Regions from separate parts of the Danio rerio genome. Here region 2 is linked to region 1. The links are chromatin contacts, called in public HiCAR-type maps. All regions are on one chromosome and are shown on one strand. Each heading gives the region's core, a stretch centred on a gene start, on an enhancer-like site or on the middle of the called end of the contact. The rest is flanking DNA. Distances are from core to core; before and after follow the strand shown. Region 1 overlaps sema3fb (sema domain, immunoglobulin domain (Ig), short basic domain, secreted, (semaphorin) 3Fb). Region 2 overlaps LOC141376652 (a long non-coding RNA gene).

Evidence for each region. HiCAR-type assays count read pairs that join an accessible place to other places.
Region 2: a HiCAR-type map of caudal fin shows a contact between it and region 1, with 10 times the contacts expected there. The contact joins two enhancer-like sites. A contact is called at or near these places in 5 of 18 Hi-C or Micro-C datasets (caudal fin, embryo and an unstated tissue) and 1 of 4 datasets of contacts at active chromatin or transcription factors (caudal fin).

The regions. Positions count from the first base shown.
Region 1 is chr11:37,864,159-37,866,858 of GRCz12tu, forward strand. The region is part of intron 9 of sema3fb (sema domain, immunoglobulin domain (Ig), short basic domain, secreted, (semaphorin) 3Fb); the gene reads right to left. Among named protein-coding and RNA genes, the nearest start is that of zgc:112970, 59 kb to the right of the region's middle. Within about 2 kb of position 1,448, at least 7 of the 62 cell types and tissues checked have an H3K27ac peak or open chromatin away from gene starts, as enhancers often do.
Region 2 is chr11:38,115,551-38,118,250 of GRCz12tu, forward strand. The region is part of intron 2 of LOC141376652 (a long non-coding RNA gene); the gene reads right to left. Among named protein-coding and RNA genes, the nearest start is that of arl8bb, 25 kb to the right of the region's middle. Within about 2 kb of position 1,386, at least 15 of the 62 cell types and tissues checked have an H3K27ac peak or open chromatin away from gene starts, as enhancers often do.

The DNA.
Region 1 (2,700 bases), core at 198-2,697:
TAACTTGAAAGCATGGATCCATCCTGTCTTGTATCAACGGTTCAGGCTAGTAATGGTGGTGTAATGGCATGGGGGATATTTTCTGGACACACTTTGGGCCCATTCATAAAAATTGAGCATTTGTGTCAACGCCACAGCCTACCTGAGTATTGTTACTGACCTTCTGATGGCTACTTCTAGCAGGATAACGTGCCATGTCAAAGCACGAATCATCTCAGACTGGTTTCTTGAACATGACAATGAGTTTACTGTACTCAAATGGCCTCCACAGTCACCAGATCTCAATCCTACAAAGCACCCTTGGGAAGTGGTGGAACGGGAGATTCGCATCATGGATGTGCAGCGACAAATCTGTTGCAACTGTGTGATGCTATCATGTCAATATGGAGCAAAATCTCTGAGGAATATTTCCCGTACCTTGTTGAATCTCTGCCATGAAGGATCAAGGCTGTTCTGAAGGCAAATGGGGGTCCAACCCTTTAATACTAAGGTGTACCTAATAAAACGGCTGGTGAGTGTATGAAAAAAATCATAATAAACTCAACCTATATATATATATATATATATATATATATATATATATATATATATATATATATATATATATATATATATATATATTACTTTTATACATATAATTTATATTTATAAAATTTTACCACATCTCTTGCTCTGTACTCCAAGTAAAGCTTTATCCTGTTCATAAGTACACCAACACAACTCACAACAAAATACAGCTTTACTGCCCTATTAAAATACCTGGACATCCTTCCAACACACAAACACACACAAACACAAACAAACACACACAAACACACACAAACACACACACACACACACACACACACACACACACACACACACACACACACACACACACACACACACACACACACACACACACACACACACACACACACACACACACACACACACACACACACACACACACACACACCTCCATGAGCCTGTGTAAACATCCTCCCCACTAATAAAGAGCCAAACATGTTTATAAGTGTCGGGAGCCCAGATCTGCTGCTCTAATATAAGCAATAGCTATAAATTCCAGCATGATCATAACCTGGCCATCACTGGGGCCAATTAGACTATAAGTGCAAAAGCGAGACCCTTAGTGGTCCCAGCATTCCTAGTGTTCCACCTGATCCGTCCACAGGGCATGTCCTTCTCTCTGGACGTCATTCGAACTCCCTTTAAGTCTCCCTCCGCAGCTCATGGCACATCTCCCACACCTTCAGCCTTTTCAAAAGAGCCTTTTGTTCAGAGAAACAGTGTGGATTTCTGTAATACGGCTTCGAATAAGCCATTATCCATCTCGGCGTATGACCAAAGGGGGGAATGCAGTGCCATATGGCAGGGAGAGGGTGAGGTACGTCACCTGGCCCGGTGTAAATGCAGAGCTGGAGGCCCACATTAGGGGATCCAGGATGTTGTGGGTGGACGGAGGGATTTTGCATGTGGTTTTTGTAGTAGGGTGTGGGCGACATTGGACAGGGCCACTGAAACTTGACTAACCGGGAGAGGATCTTTCTCATTCAAACACTGCTAAAGTGATCCCTAACTGGCCTGCAGCCAAAGCAAACTTCTTTAAGGGTGCTCTCACACCTGTAGATAGATTGTTTTGTTCTGAAACAATGTTATAATGTTCCTTTTTTCTTGGTGAAGTTGGCTTTCAAACATCAAAGTCCCTAAATGGACCCAACTATCCACATGAGTGTAAACTCTCCTCTGTAAACATCTCCTCGGTTTATTTTCCGGCACTCGATGCTGTCAAATGTCATTATTTTATTTATGACAATGAGAAAGTCAATTTTAGGCATTTAAATTGAGGGATTATGAACAAAAAGGTGCACTTCAGTTTGTTGACAGAATGTTGACACCCACAGACATCAGCACCAAAGAGATAACTTTTGCTTTCATTCACACTTTCATTATTAATTTCTACATTTATTTATGGCAAGAATTAACAGATAAAGCAGATGAATGTTTTGTCTTGTTTTCCAACAAAAAATAAATAAATAAAAAATACAATAAGACAAAAATATGGGGAAAAAATACCAAACGGTATTTTGCAAAATTTTCTTAACGGGTAAAAAGCACTCATTTGCCTGCCATTAATAAGTTAAGTTTGAATTATGGATGAATATTTGGCTTTGATTAAATAATAATAATAATAATAATAATAATAATAATAATAATAATAATAATACTAATAATAATAATAATAATAATAATAATAATAATTATTATTATTATTATTATTATAAAAATTATGACTAAAATTAATAATATTAATAATAATAATAGTAAAATAATAATAAACAATAACAATAATAATTTGTAATAACAATAATAATAATAATAAAATAGTAAAAAAATAGTAATAATGATACAAATAATAATAAAATTAAATAAATTAATAATAATGATGATTATTATTATTTGATAATGATAATTTTTCAGTTAGACAGCAAATGTACAATTATCTGTATCTATTTGAAGAGTTCAGATGCAAAAATCTCTAAATGCCACCTGAAATTTCCTTCTAAAATGAGCGTTGTGTTTACATTAGCTTTGTTGTGTTTTGTTAAACAAAATTACTGAACATGCACACAAGAGCCAGGGAAAAATGGTAACTTTAGAAGAAAATTTCAGATGGCATTTAGAGGTTTTTGCCCACTT
Region 2 (2,700 bases), core at 136-2,635, 250 kb after region 1:
AGCATAACTAACTAGATCAAACAACGATAGCAAAAATTTACTTAGCAAGAAATAAAGCTAAATTATACAATAAAAATAGTTGCATAACATGTCAAAACAAGCTCAAAATCTTCAGAGAATAGAAACAGCTCCTGACGGATGGATAAGAATGTATCACAGCTCCATTTGGAGGGCTCTGAAGAGGAACATCATGTCCGTGTTAACAGGCGACATGAGAGATACGGAGGGCTTTTCTCCCTGAGCAGATAAACGAGAGGATGAGAGACAATTTGCAGGGACTCTGAGCACTTCAAGATCTGGCAGCAGAGGTGAGAGCTTTCAGCTTCGCCGCGCTGCTCAGGCAAAGAGTGAGAAATCACAGCGCCGAATAAAAAGGTGTGATTCATTTGCTCATTACGTTGTCTGGAAGTTAAGATGAAATCATTTTTTTTTTCCTAGAGAGATGTGGAGGGGGATGAGCATAAAAGGTGCAAAAATTATAACACTTATTTTGAGGATACACCATCATAAACTGCAGCCCACAAGATTTAAACAAGTCACAATGAGATGCATTTGAATCTAATAAGCTATACTTGGAAAAAAATTTAAGTTGTCACAACATAAAATTAGAGAAAATATGGACAAACACAATCATTGACGTAATTTTTAAGAATTATTTAAAGTAACAACCAACCTATGGCACGATGGCTCAATGGTTAGCACTGTCGCCTCACAGCAAGATGGTCGCTGCTTTGAGTCCTAGCTGGGCCAGTTGCCATTTTGGAATGGAGTTTACATGTTCTCCCCATGTTGACATGGGTTTCCTCTGGGTGTTCCGGTTTCCCCCACAGTCAAAAGATATGCGGTATAAGTGAATTGGATAAACTAAATTGGCCAAAGTGTTTATGTGTGTGTGCATGTGAGTGTATGGGTGTTTCCCAGTACTGGGTTGTAAATGGAAGGTCAACTGCATAAAACATATGCTGAATAAGTTGGCAGTTTATTCTGTTGTAGCGACTCCTGATAAATAAGGGACTAAGCTGAAGCAAAATGAATGACAATAGTGTTTGTAGCAATGCGCCACAAAGGGGCAATGTGCATTAACAAACATGGTTGTTAAATTAAGTTGAATTTTACTAAATTAAATTTGTTTAAATTCAACCCATATAAACAGTTTGAAACCACTAACCACACTAAATCCAATGAATCATTTTATTCAGTGTACTTGGGCTTTAAACTTCAGCAAACTCTTTAAAACAGACCTGCAGCACTGATGCTTCTAATTGGTCAGGCCACGCATGCACTCACCGCTTCCAGGGGAAACGCTCTATAATCTGTCACCCCAAGCGGTCAGCACTGTCTTATTATGACAGGCTGCAGGCATGGTGACAAGCCTGGGGCGTGAGAGCACCTCTCCCATTTACTCCTATCACCATCAGCTTCCTGTCAGAGAGCTGTCAGTCTTCCTGCAGAGTCCTGTTGCAGCACTGATAAACTACACTTTAACGTGCACTTAAAGTGTGGGAGATTAAGAAGGGTAGCTAGTTGGAAATGAGTCTGAAGTTTCTACAAACATGTGTTCTGATATTTTAAGTTTGTGAGGAATAAAGTGCACAGCCAATCAAAGATTAGTATCAGCGAATCTGTTTTTGGAATGGGGATATTTGGCAGCAGATATTAATTGTTCAGAACAGAATTGTCACATATGGACTGCACACAGTTAAAGCCTTCCTGAATTATGCAACCTATATTTTTCCCCCAACACATTTCTAAACATATTAGTTTTAATAACTAATTTCTGATTTCTTTTATATTTGCCATGATGACAGTACATCATATTTTACTAGGTATTTTTCAAGACACTAATATTCAGCTTAAAACTAGGTTAATTAGGCAAGTTAATGTAATTAAGCAAATCATTGTATAATGAGGGTTTGTTCTGACAATTAAAAAAAATAGTGCTTAAGGGGGCAAATAATATTGAACTTAAAATAAATAAGTAAAAAATGTTCAATTGCTTTTATTCTAGCTGAAATAAAACAAATAAGACTTTTTCCAGAAGAAAAAATATTATAGGAAATACTGTGGAAAATGTCCGACTCTGTTAAACATAATTTAGGAAATATTTAAAAAAGAAAAATTCACAGGAGGGTGAATAATATTGACTTCAACTGTATATCGTAGTGTTTTCATGTGATGTTACAGTGTATTTCTAATTCAGCAAGTGTTGTGAAGTTGTGATAAAAGTTTTTTTTTATATATATTTGTAACACATTTTGTATTTCTGTTTTGAAAAAAAAAAAACACTTGTGAATGTGTATGCCTAATTAAACAGACATTGCAATCTCACAATTCGTAATTTTTTGATTCAGTGGCTAATTTGTATAAATTTGTACGATATAACCCATACAATTTAGCACGATTTGCTTGGATGAATGACACTTGGGATTGAATTAGCCACTAAACTTTCAAAACCTACAATACTTACATGTTCTCTTGAGTTCAGGCTGAAACAGAAAAAGACTAAAACAAGAATAATGGAATAAAATAATAGTGTTAAAACAAAACACTACGATAAAACAAAACAAATGAAACTAGAATATTAGAATAACAATAGTATTTAACCTAAAATACAAGCATTCAAAAAGTAAAAGTAAAATATAGAATAAATATAGGAAACTATTATAAATATTGTAATCAAATAAAAAGATAAAACTATAA